2 separate regions of the Sus scrofa genome follow, and region 1 is linked to region 2. A link is a contact called in public Hi-C data. All regions are on one chromosome and are shown on one strand. Each heading gives the region's core, a stretch centred on a gene start, on an enhancer-like site or on the middle of the called end of the contact. The rest is flanking DNA. Distances are from core to core; before and after follow the strand shown.

Region 1 (6,881 bases), core at 112-2,611, 99 kb before region 2:
CCTCTTACCCCAGAGAGCATTCTGAAACTTTTTTTTTTTTGGCCATGCCTGCAGCATGTGGAAGTCCCGGACCAGTGATCAGACCCATGCCACAGCAGCAACCTGAGCTGCTGCAGTTTTAACACCATATCTTTAACCCGCAGCATCACAAGAGAGCTCCCTGAAGCACTTTTCTGTACCACTGGCATGATACTTTCTAATTCTGGACAGGAACTTTCTAGAAGCATTTAAGTGAAGAAATTGATGGGAAAGCCTTTTGAAACTCAGACTCCAGGAAGAGATGGTTAGGCTGCATCACTCTCTTCATTACCCACCTTCATTCCCAGAAAAACACAGCCAGAGCATCACTGTCGAGTTGTTTCACTGGGGGGGACGTAGTTCTCTCTTGGCTCAGTTGGATATTAGGAATATCTGGATCCCGTCTAACTCTGACCTTTGTACCAAGTCCCTCTGTTTATGCTGAGAAGCCCAGTGATGGCATGGTTTTCCACAGGAAGATTGTGGCGTGGCATGGTTTGTTCTAGATGAGGATTTCATCTTATGTACCTGATTTTCAATGTGTTTTAGTTTCAAGAGCTGTTGTGTTATTGCCTCAAATCTCCAAATAGATTTTGAAAACACTGACCAGAGACTTATCCACAGATAGGTTTGACTGTGTTTTTGACTCCCAGATTGTAACCCCTTTACCAAGCAGGTTGTGAAACCAATTCTGTCAACCACTCACTACCTCTTTGGAAATGTAAATAAAATAGCATTTAAAAAAAGGAGGGGGGGATAGAAACTATCAAAGTGCATTGGATGTAGAAAAGGTAAATATTGCATCAATTTTTTTTTTAGTTGTGTGTGTGTGTATTGGGTCACAGTGTAACATGTATTCTCATGATAGGTCATAATCAGAAAAATTAAAACATTGCTTTAGCCTACCCTAAAGTTGTATTTGCTTATTATGAGACTGGTGAAGAGAGAGAAGTGGTGCCTTGGAAGGTGCTAGCTTTGTGAGATAGAAGTTGAAGTTGGGGAGTTCCCATGTGGTGCAGCAGGTTAAGGACCTGGCATTGTCACTGCAGTGACTGGGATCGCTGCTGTGATGTGGGTTCAGTCCTTGGCCGGGGAACTTCCACATACTTCAGGCACAGCCCCCACCCCCACCCCCGCAAAAAAAGAAAGAAAGAAAAGAAAAAAAGTTGACATTGGAATGACAGTTCTTAGTTAAAAAGGAACCTGGATTTGGGCTGATTATTCTTCTATGAAGTTAGACATTATTGCGCCAGAACATTATGCTGTTCAGGTCAACAGGAACTAAGCTGGTTGTTTCTCTCCACACAAAGAGTTGTGCAATTTCCAGTGGGAACTCCCGCTGGAGGTGGAGAGGGAAGGGGAAGGAAGAGGGGAGAAAGAGGTAATTAGGCTGAAGTCCTCATTGTGAGTCTGGCTGCCCCAGGATCTGCACGTAGTTAACTCTGGGGCTTTGTCGGAATCTGCCAAAGATTCGTTGTGGAAGACAGGGAAAGCATAACTCATTTCCATTTATTTCAATTCAACATTTATGCCAACGCTGTGCTAGGTGCTGGGATGTAACAATGAATAAGACATGGTCTCAGACTTGGGGCGCTCCTAGCCTGGCAGCAAAGACAGATGTAAATTGCTAATTACCACACATTGTGTTGAGTGTCATAGTACAGACTGTGTGTAAAATGCTCCGGCATAGAGCTTAGGAATTAGAGGAACTGTGCTCCCAGCCTTTCCTATGGAGAACTCTGCCATTTCATGATAAAGAGCTAGAATAGGGGTTTCTTTTCTAAAAGTTGCAGAAGTCACTCTATTGGAAAGGAAAATGAAATTTCTAAGGGAATGGGGTTCATCCAGTCAGGCTACTGTGTAATTTCATGTCTTTTACTCTAAACATTATGTTCATATTTTCAAAAATATTTTAAAAGGTAAATTTGGACAGAATCTCTGCCTAAAAGTCTGGAGCTGCATTAAATAATTTAAGGTGATTTTCTAGAATGTCCTTTAAAAACCCTGACGACCAAAACAATAGGAACTGGATGTTTTTCTCGGATAGAACCCACAGCACAATGCTTTTACTTTCTCTTTGATGTTTAAAATCGGCAGTAACTTTTGGGGACATATAAAATCATGACTAATTCAACAACAACAACAAAATACAAAGCGGAGTTCCTGTCGTGGTGCAGCGGAAACCAATCTGACTAGGAACCATGAGGTTGCAGGTTCGATCCCCGGCCTGGTTCAGTGGGTTAAGGATCCAGCATCGCCGTGAGCTGTGGTGTAGGTTGCAGACGCGGCTCAGATCCCCTGTTGCTGTGGCTCTGGTGTACGCTGGCAGCTGTAGTTCCGATTCGACCCCTCGCCTGGGAGCTTCCAAAAAAAAAAATACAATGCAAGTTGCAGATCTAGAACCCCAGTCTCCCAAATGCAGGCTAATTTACTCAGCTGCAGGTGGACCAAGCCTGCCCCATAACTGTGGAAACAGACTGAATCAAGAGCAGAGTTTTAATGTCTTTAGTTTGTATTTTATTTGCTTTAGTTTTTTTTGTGTTTGTTTTTTGTGGAGTTTTTTGGTTTTGGTTTTGTCTTTTTTGCCTTTTCTAGGGCCGCACTAGCGGCATATAGAGGTTCCCAGGCTAGGGGTCGAATCGGAGCTGTAGCCGCCGGCCTCCACTACAGCCACAGCAATGCCAGATCCAAGCCGCATTGGTGACCTATCCACAGCTCACGGCAATGCTGGATCCCTAACCCATTGAGGCCAGGGATCGAACCCACAACCTCATGGTTCCTAGTCGGATTCGTTAACCCCTGAGCCACAATGGGAACTCCCTGTTGTTGTTGTTTTGTTTTGTTTTGTTTTTTGTCAGCTGACTTTACTTTGAATTTTGTTCCTGCTGACAAATTGTGAATACACACCCATCTATGGGTTTGAACAGTGGCATGTTTTTTCAGGGGTGTGCAGTGAGATCAGACGGCCTTTTAACTGTACATTCTGAAGCATTTACTTCTTCTTGTCTGTGGGATTGAGTCAAAGCAGCTGGTAAAATCCTTTCCACTTAATTGTTTGAGACGTGGCCTTCAAACGGTGTGAGGTGGGTAGGCAGAGGATAAATACTAATCGCAGTTTCTCAGACAAGGAAAGTGAAACCCAGAAACCCAAATCTCACTCATGCAGATACCCTGCTGCCGCCTCTCATGTCTAAATGATGCTACAGATCTATTCAAAAGATCAGAGCCGGTGGTGGTTTTTTGGCTGATACTTGGACAGCCAGGCTCTTTGTGTTTTGTGGGGCATTTGCATTTTGCTTTCTTTGGAGTATTCAGGTTGAGGGAGCCATTATATGAAGAGTCTCAAAAGCCTTGAACCCTCCAAAAATAAAAAGTCTCACATTTCCTTTCTACTTTGGCTCTCTGTTGGAGTGGAACACTTAGGTCATTAAAAACACTGTAGTTTGCTTATCTAATTTCTACTCCATGTGTTAATGGTTTCCCATTGCTCTGAGGAAAAATTCCGCTCTTCTTCAGACTATTTGCAGTACTCTCCAGGGCTTGACCCCTGCCTCTCGTTTTAATCACTCTCATCTTTTCTCACCCTCTCACTTAAACTCTATATTCTTTGGCTTCTCTGAATTTCTCAGATTATTTCAATTCCTTGCACGTGGCTTTCTCTGTCTGGCCTCTGGGCCTTTGCACATGCTGTTCCCTCTGGGCTGGAGTACTTTTCCTGCTTCTTCCTTTGGTTTACCCTGATTCTCCATGCCCTAGACCAGGCTAGGCTTGTCTACTGCATTTTCCTACTGTACCCTTTCTCCCGATTCTGGGCTCTTCACACTGCAATAACTTAGTCTTTCTCTGAGAGATTAGCTTCCTTGAAAAGGCAGGCTGAGGGTCAAGAGAAATGAAATTGGTTAAAATTCCTGGAATCTGACCAAAAAGACTTCTATATGAGACTAGCATTTTGCAACATTTTCAAATTTATGAACTCCTTTCAGAGTAAAATAATTTGCGAACCTCTTCAAGAATTTAAAAAACAATCTTGTTACTTTTTGAACTATGATAAAGAATTGAATTTAGGTAAAGTGTTTTCTTTTATATCAACATTATTGCAATTATAGTGTGCAGTTTATTTTAACATGGACTTAAAAATTTAATAGCCTCCATTATATATAAAGATAATTTTTCTCATTTAGCAAGTGATGTGCGCAATTTAATTTATTAAATAAATTATGAAAGAAGGCGTGTGATTTGTTAAAACACATTTGAAGATAAAAATATCGTGCTTAATTTGGGACCAACTTCATTAAAATGTGGTTGGAAATTTAGTGACTTGCTAATACATTTTTTAAAAATAAGGTGGAGTTCCGTTGTGGTTCAGCAGTTTAAGGATCTAGGGTTTTCACTGCTGTGGCTTTGTTACTACCGTAGCACGGGTTCAATCCCTGGCCCAGGAACTTCTGCATGCTTTGGCCTGGCCAAAAAAAGAGAGAGAGCAACTTGATTTCTTGACCTAATGTTTGGAATTTTTGTATTTTGGACTCTAAAAAAAAATGACTTAAGTGTCGTTTTAAAATTTTATTTCTAAATGCGGGATACCATCAATGGTTTTAACTACATATTTCCCACTGCTGCTTCCTTCATCATCACAAAAAGAGCAGAAGAGGTAGGTAACACTGGAGTTGAGCATGTAAAGGCAAGACACTGAAACCATGGCCTGGCTGCTCATACCTTGACGTTGCCATTGGGCCCCAGTGCTCAGTGACAGGGGAGTGGCCCTCTGATCTCCATTTTCCTCAGAGCCTCTTAGGAGTGGAGGAAGCAGTTCATTCCACTTACTGAATGACACTGCTGGCTGTTGCTGTGGGTTGGTTGGAGGGACAGGAACTTTTCCTGGGGGCATGTGTGTCACGGGCTCATGGGGGCCCTTTATCGTCTTCTCACTGGCCCCTGTGATTCTGTGACCCTGATTATTACATGTTCAGAAGTGTCTCGTTATTTGAAAGTGACGTTTTTATTTTCTATGTATGTATTACCTAAGACCATCACGCTGTAGTTTGCAGGATGCTAACAGACTCTGGCATCTAGATTATGGCAGCAATATTGAAAAAGTATTACAGTGGTAAGTGATAGTTAGGAAAACTGTGCCAATTTTCATCTCACTTGGGAGCCTTGCCTTTGTACTCGTTGGTCAGCCCTAGGCAGTTAAAACTTTGGTTCCAGTAAAGTTTCCTCCTAAAAAGTTTCATTAATTATGAAAAATACCCTGTGGGCATTACATTGTGAACTCTTTGGCGGCTCTCATAAATAATGGGGCAAAAACACTTGTCAAAATATAGCAGAGCTGATTAGATAATGCATCCCTCCTTTGATTTTTGCTTGGTTTTCTCTTTTAACATTTAAAGGAGTAGCTGTGGTTTGCTTATAAAATAGGAAAGGCTCATTAAAAAATCCAAGCAAAACTGAAAAGTACATAGAAGACTGCAATAAAATGCTGCAACTTCCATGACACCAAAAGAGATCTACATGCATTCATTCGATGAATATTCCTTGAGTGCTTTACTATGCATTTGGCGCTATGGCACCAGAGATCAGCAGGAAACAATGTGAAGTCCCTGCTGTCATGGGGCTTAAGTTCTGGTGGGAGAATAAGCTGATAAATAAACTCTTAAATAGATTTATAAGTGTCTTAAAGAAAAATAAAAGGGGCTAAGGGCATTGATAGTGTCAGGGGCTCTTTCAAATGGAATGGCCACAAAGGTTGCTCTGACAAGGCAACGTTTGGACAAAGAATTGAGTGGAGGGAACTACCCATATGAATGTGGGGAGAAGTATGCTTCAAGCCAAGGGAAAGCGTATGCAAAGGCCTTGGGGCAGGAGCATGCTTGGCATGTTCTGTGAACAGAGAGGCCGGTGTGACTGGAGACCAGCGAGTCAGGTGAACATAACAGAAAGACCAAGGGCTGGGCCAAAGTAAGGCTTTAGAAAGGTCCTACTGGGAACAACATCCAATCTCTTGGCATAGACCAGGATGGAAGATGGTATGAGAAAAAGGCTATATATATGTATGACTGGGTCACTATGCTGTACAGCAGAAATTGACACAACACTGCAATCAACTATACCCTAATAAAAAATAAAAATAAAAGCCATCAGCTTTTTTTCTCCAATGTGGAGCTGATGGAAGATGATGCGCAGGGACTAGACTGTAGGGGAGTGAGGGTGGTGGCCGCAGGATCAGTTAGGAAGCTGCCGCAGTAATTCAGAAGGAGACCAAACTGAGTCGGACTAAGCTGGGATTGGCAGAGGGAAGAAGTGGTTTAATTCTGGTTGAATTTTGAAGGTAGAGCGAAGAGGATTTGCACATGAATTGGAATGGAGAGAGAGAATAGAATCAGTGATAAGGTTCTTAAAGTTTGGGTCCTGGCAGGTAAATGGTGTTGCCAATACTGAGCCAGGGAACACGGGGAAGCGGGGTGGATGTCAAGAACTCAGGTTTGGGCATGTTAAGATCTAAGAGCCTGTGAGCCGTCCAAGAGGAAGTGTGCTCAGTTATAGGAGGCAGGGATTCGGGGAGAGGTCCAGACGGGAAATAGAAGTGTGGTGATCCACAAGCACCGAACTGGAAGAGATCAACTAGGAAGCAATAGAGATGGAAAAGAGGCCCTAGATTAAGCCCTGGGGTGTCAGCACTTGGAGGCTGGGAGAAGGGAGGAAGGTCCCATGGAAGAGATTGGGAATGTGTGTCCAAGGGTGTATCAGAGAGGGTGGCGTCCTGGAGCCAAGGAGTGATCCCCTCTTCCAGTCCCAGTGGCGGTGGAGTCAGCTGGGTCCAGAGAATCGGACGAGCTGGTCATGACTGCCCATCATGAGAGTGG
Region 2 (6,260 bases), core at 2,398-4,897:
ACACCCCGTAGGAAATCTGCATATATCTTACAGAGTCATTTTTACTTTGGTCTTTACTGAAACTGGGGAGGGGACTAGATGGTGCAGCAAGAGCGTTAGGAGAGCCAAAGATTCTTCTTCCCTGCGGTTGAGCGAGCCCCTTCCTTGGAGGGAGTTAGCTGCAATCCTGCCTGGGGATTAACTTCTGGGGGCTCTACCAATTCCACATATCATGATCATTTCATGTTTCGAGGGTACCTACAGAGGCAGCCCAGTGTGGTAGAGCATCCAGTGGGTATTGAGAGACCTGGACCCTAGTATTAATAATAGCTAACATTTATTGAGCATACCAAGTGCTAGATTCAGTCTTAAGCACTTTACATGGATTATCAATTTATTGTCCTCTTTTACAGACGTGGAAACTGAAGCATAGAATGGTTAGAGATTTTACCCAAGGTCACACAATTGGGAAGTGGAAACGGGATTCAAATCCTACTCTGGAGCCTGTGTGTTTCACCCCTCTGAGTACAGTTATGTGACCCTGGAAAAGTCATTTCAACTTTTGGGGCTCATCTGTGAACTATAACCTGAGGGAGTTTATATGGTTATCTTCTGATGGAGTTTCCACTTTCAATTACGTCTATGAATTAAATGCAGCTATATTATTTTATTCTTGTGATTATGTGAAAGCATAATGTTTCAGCCTAAAAATGTATCTAATTGGGAGTTCCTGTTGTGGCACAGAGAAGCGAATCCGACTAGGAACCTGAGGTTTCAGGTCTGATCCCTGGCCTCGGCTCAGCGGGTTAAGGATCTGGCATTGCTGTGGCTTTGGTGCAGGCTGGCAGCTGTAGCTTTGATTAGACCCCTAACCTGGGAACCTCCATATGCCACAGCTGCAGCCCTAAAAAGCAAAATAATAATAATAATTTATCTAATTGATTTGACAACTGATTATCTTACACCTGCTGTGTACAAAGCAGTGGACTGGGCACCCTGGAAGATAGAAAGATGCCTTAAAAGTTGTAACCTGTCTCTTTCATTATTTTAGCTTTGGTACTTTTTTTAAGATTCAGTTCTTTAGATAATTAAACTGGAATCTAATGAAGAAACCAATTGTGTTTCAAAAGACAAATTCTGGGACAGGTATTGGGTCTCAGACTGTGTCAGGTTTCTGATATTTTCTTTTAAAATGTGACTCTGGTCGCTGAGAGAATTTAGCTACACATTCTCTTCTGAGTGAAGAAGCAACTGGTGAGTTTTTAGTTTTATGGTACTGAGAAGCTCAAGGGATTCTTTAAAAATGAAATGTGATGGCTCTGGGAGTCACTTATACCGAAGCAGTATCATTATCACTTGAAATATCTATTAGTAACTTAGAAAGGCAAGTTCAAAGAAAGGATGTGCTATGTAATAGCAAGATCTTTTGAAATCCCATTTCTGTTTCTGGCAAGCTAGATTCAGCTTGCTCTGGAGTTAGGTTAAGTGTGGAAAGCTCTTGGCTGAGATTGAAAAAGAAATTGATCTTGAACTAGAAAAGCAGCTTAAGAAATTCCATTTCTAGTAATATTTTTGAGTCTGGAAGAGTTGCATGCGGATAGGCTCAAACATCAGCTTAATGTCGATCTTTCTCAGTAGATTATAAACTTTTAAACTATTTTGTATACATCTATATTTTCCATTAAACTGCAAGTGCTTAACACATCATAACATTCAGTAAATATTTGCCATGGACTTTTTATTGATCACTCCTTAAAATTCAGCATTTCCCCCTTGCCAAGATCTAGTAATTGAACCTACTTCAAAACATGCCATCAGCCACCTTAAAGGCCACGTTACTTAACACGTGTCTTGGTTGGTGGGCTTCAGTCAGTAACCAACTCTTTTCTTTAGTAATTCCGCAATTACAGTGTGCCCAGTCTTTTTAGGCCTGTGTATAATGACTCATTATTGATGAGTTGTAAAAGGAATTTAGTGAATTATGACTAAATGGAGGAGACAAGAATAGGAAACATCAGAATACAGTGTAAACAAAAAGTACTTTTACTGTAGACACAGATATTACATTGGATTGAAATTTCAAAAGTGTGGGTTTTTTTTCTTTTGTCTTTTTAGGGCCACACCTGCAGCATGTGGAGGTTCTCAGGCTAGGGGTCCACTCCGAGCTACAGCTGCCAGCCTACGCCACAGCCACAGCAACTCCAGATCCAAGCGGCGTCTGCAACCTACACCACAGCTCACGGAAACGCCGGATCCTTAACCCACTGAGCAAGGCCAGGGATCGAATCCACATCCTCATGGTTCCTAGTCGGATTCATTAACCACTGTGCCACGATGGGAACTCCTGAAGTGTATTTTTTTTTTTAAATCCTATTCTGCCTTATCTTCAGAAGGTAAAAGCACTTCAAATGTCCCTCTTGAGGCAGCTCCCAGCCTGCCTTTCTATAAAAGTCTTGCAATTCAGTGTATTTGTATTTTATGCTCCCGTGGGCTCCTCAGAGTATATAACTAGAGCACAGGCCTGCTAGAGCCATCATACGCTATCCTTTATTTTTTTCTTTTTTTTCGTTTTTTTGGCCATACCTGCAGCATGCAGAAGTTCCTGGGCCAGGGATCGATTGAACCTATGCCACAGCAGTAACCAGAGCCACAGCAGTGACAATGCTGGATCCTTAACCCACTAAGCCACCAGGAAACTCACATCATGGGGATTTTTGAGTGAAAGCGGTATAGAAAGAGTCCCCTTGCATAGATAGAAGTAGCTTGGCCCCAGAGGAATCTAGAAGTCCCTCCTGAGTTTTGACGCGCATGATCACACCCCCTGTACCCCTGCAGCCGCATCCTGCACCACCTGTTTGGATGGGCTGAGTTGGGTTGGGGAGGGGCCAGACACAGTGCCCATTGTCACCAAGCACTGACCCTGGTGCCAGACAGCCACTCCTTTTAGCCTCGTCCTGCCCACCAAAAGCACTTCAGGCAAAGCTCCAGCTCTTCAAACTTGGCCTCTTTGAAGTGGTGATCCAATGCCTCTGACACTGTCACTCTACATCTGGTGACACTTCTGCTGCTGCCAGAGCCTTGTATAGCGTTCACCTCTCTTTCCCCTGAAATCTGTAAATGTAAATCCGATTTGAAACTAGGTTTTCTTTCTTAACAGTTGCCCTCAGAAGTGCCTTTGGGGTAGGGAGGGGGTGGGGCGCTGGCAGAGAGAGATATATGCCCTTGAAAATTGGATTCTTTTTTAGAAAACTGCTGACACAGGCTAATCGGCAGAGAACTAAATGACCCTACTGTTTCTACCTGCTGACAGGCTCAGCCTTGGGACAGGGCTGAAATGAGCTCTCACCACACAGCAGAGACAGGCCTCCCCCCCCTTTTTTCTAATACAAATAAGGGGTAATTCTGTGCCTGTCAAATAATACAGCTCTGTAGTATAGATGGCCATTAAACAGCCCCTTCTCCCTAACTCGGAAAGCACACGCATGCTGAGCCAAGTACCTAGAGTATCATTTAGTAGGTAATCTCTGATGAGAGTTAAAAATGTCTTCATTAGCGGTGTTCTTTGGGAAAAGCTAATAGACAAACCCATCCAAGCTCAGGCTACGTCTCGCTCCAAAGATGAGTGACCAGCCTCGTGTCCCGACATCCTGCTCAGGCCACGGAACCTCACGTTTCCTTATATTTCTGCTGCTCTATCCTTTCTGGGAGTGAGGAGGTTCCGGAATGTGACGGTCTTGGGGAAAGGAGGCTGTGTGTTTCGGTTCTGTCGTCCATTGCTGTTATCTGTTGGAAAAGGAGGGTTCCCTGCCCCTTTGGTAAATAAGCACACAGCTGGCAGGAGCTGTTGCAATCTCACTGCCTTCCGATCAGCCCCGCCCCGGCAGCAGGCAGAGTGCCCCCCACCCAGCCCCCCCAGAAACTCACTGGCCAAATGGTTGTGGTGAGTTTCAAAATAAAAGCTCCTGCCTGCGCACCCCATGGCACTTCCTCTCTCAGAGAACCAGCATTGTTTAACTGTGCCACATCTCTGGTCTAAATTTAGGCATCTTTTTTTTTTTTTTTTCCAGGCAAAGATTACTATGCAGACATTTAAGAGCAAAACTTTGCCCAAAGTAATTTTTTCCCTCGACTTCTTTTTGGTTTCCTGCGATGTTTAGATGACTCATTCTCTTCCAAGAAATTTTAAAGAAAAGAGATGCAGGCTGTGTGATATGCATCAAGACTGCTCTGTAAATTCTCTTTCTCTTCCCTGCCGAGAGACCCCTTGCTGTTTTTTATAGGAAGCGGAAAGGCTCCAGAGTCTGCATTGTCATGGACTCGGCCCCTTCAGGTCCTGTTGTTCCCAGGCATAAACGTCCCCCTTGTCTTTGGGTGGAGCTCCCTTGTAGCTTCCCAGCTTTGACAACTGCTCCACAGCAGTGCGGAAGCCGTTTTTGGGGTCACTGGGGCCACCCTCACCCCCAGAGGCACACAGTCAAGGTTTCTGAAATAGAGAACGGTGACCTTTTATCCTCTAGGAAAGGAGAGGTACAGACCATTGCCTGCCTCTCTTCTCAGAGTCAGAATTGCACAAACGCTGGGGGCTTTAGCATAACTGTGACCAGGCTAGCAACACGTGAGTTCCCAGCCCAGCCCTTAGCCAGAGGGAGAATAAGTCAGAATCACTTCTGCAGCCTGTTCAAATAAACAGGGATAATAGTTGAGTCGGTCCTTTTCCAACAAATCAGTCCTCGAAAGGAAACACCTGCCTGGGCTTCATTGCTGTTTTATTGGTTATGCTTTTTCTCCCGCTCCTCTTCCCACCTCCTCTGGGGCTAAGGTTATTGCAATCGGGGCTAAGCAGCAGGGTAGAGGGATGGGAGCTTCCTCCTGTAACCTCTGCCATTTAAACACAGGGAGGTGTAAGGGAGGCTGGCAGGGGGCGCTGGCCTGGAGGCAGGAGGGCAGGGCATTTGGAAATGTTGCTCACGGCCACTTTCTGGCCTCGGTGCTGACTCTGGAGCTGGTGGGTGTGTCGTTTCCCTTCACCTCACCTCCTCTGACCTCTGCTGCTTTAGTGGAGCTCAGCTCTCCTCATCATGGGAATATGAGGTCCTGCATGAGAGGCCTTTGCTCTTGTGGTTTCTTCTAGTGGTTGACGGCATTGCATGAGAGTCATTTGGGAAGAGTAAATTTAAGACCGGCAAGGGACTCCTGAAGCCAGCCAGCATTTTGTAGAGCAGCTCTGTCCCCAGAACTTGCTCAGTATCTTCTGCTCTGTGGAGGGAGACCAACCCATGAGACATGGAAGTGGGTGGTATTTGGGTCTGATACAGACTCAAGAAGCCAGGTGAAGGATCACGAAGAATTATGATTGAATGGCAGACGTTGCGAAAGACCCTGGGAATATTTAAGCCGAAGACTTTCATTTTATAAAAAAGAAAACAGAGGTCCAGCGAAATGGCCCAGGTTGTCCTCCAAAGTTATCTTCTTGATGGTGTGAGAGCTGGAAATAGAAGAGTCTTGTGATTGCTGATTCAGGGCTCCTTTCATCCCTCTCCACACGGCCAGGTGTAAAAATTCATATCTACTTGCAACAAAGGTCACACATATGTTATGTTCCATAATTAATTCCTCAATAGAAAAACGGTAAAGCGTAAAAGAAAAGTGAAAGTGACTGGTTAACATGGGAGAAAAAAAAAGTTTCGGGCTCCCTAGAGTCAAAGAACTGTAAATTAAAATAGGATACCATATCAAACTGTTCAGACCCAAGAAAAGTAAAAAAACATTCTCATATGCTTCTGGGGGGATTTTATATGGGTCCATTTTTTTTTTTCTCGAGGGCAGTTAATGGTATAAATTAGCAGTCTGACTCAGCAGTGTTACTTCTAGGAGAAAATGATGACAGGTTTGTGCATAGGTTATATACAGAGTAACTAAATACAGCATGTTTTATTATAAAAATTTGTAAGCAAAGTAAATGTCCAAGAATTGGACATTATATCAATGTACATCAATATAATCTATTGTAATTATAGAAGAATAACATGTAGGGGAATGTTCACAATAGACCTCGAGGGGGGAAAGTTATAGTGTGTATAATGCAATTCCAATCCCATAAAAGTCATAGAGAGATTAGAAAAATGTACAACAAAGTTTAAAAAAAAGAAAAATGTATAACAAAGTTTAGAGTAGTGATGTTTTAGGGGTAGGAATTAAGGGTTACTTTTGTCTTTTCAGGTTTCCTACAGTTTTCTGATGTATGGTATAAACACATATTCCTTTTGTAATCAGAAAAAAGA

What was found. A called contact is a pair of places that touch in the nucleus more often than the background predicts.
Region 1: a Hi-C map of liver shows a contact between it and region 2, with 1.9 times the contacts expected there. The contact joins two enhancer-like sites. A contact is called at or near these places in 3 of 47 Hi-C or Micro-C datasets (alveolar macrophages, embryonic fibroblasts and liver) and 2 of 2 datasets of contacts at active chromatin or transcription factors (alveolar macrophages and skeletal muscle).

What each region holds. Positions count from the first base shown.
Region 1 is chr9:66,923,215-66,930,095 of Sscrofa11.1, forward strand. All of the region lies in intron 2 of SRGAP2 (SLIT-ROBO Rho GTPase-activating protein 2), which reads left to right. Among named protein-coding and RNA genes, the nearest start is that of FAM72A, 87 kb to the left of the region's middle. Within about 2 kb of position 1,362, at least 11 of the 83 cell types and tissues checked have an H3K27ac peak or open chromatin away from gene starts, as enhancers often do. A contact at or near this core is called in alveolar macrophages and liver, where this site is marked.
Region 2 is chr9:67,019,919-67,026,178 of Sscrofa11.1, forward strand. All of the region lies in intron 4 of SRGAP2 (SLIT-ROBO Rho GTPase-activating protein 2), which reads left to right. Among named protein-coding and RNA genes, the nearest start is that of IKBKE, 100 kb to the right of the region's middle. Within about 2 kb of position 3,648, at least 52 of the 83 cell types and tissues checked have an H3K27ac peak or open chromatin away from gene starts, as enhancers often do. A contact at or near this core is called in alveolar macrophages and liver, where this site is marked.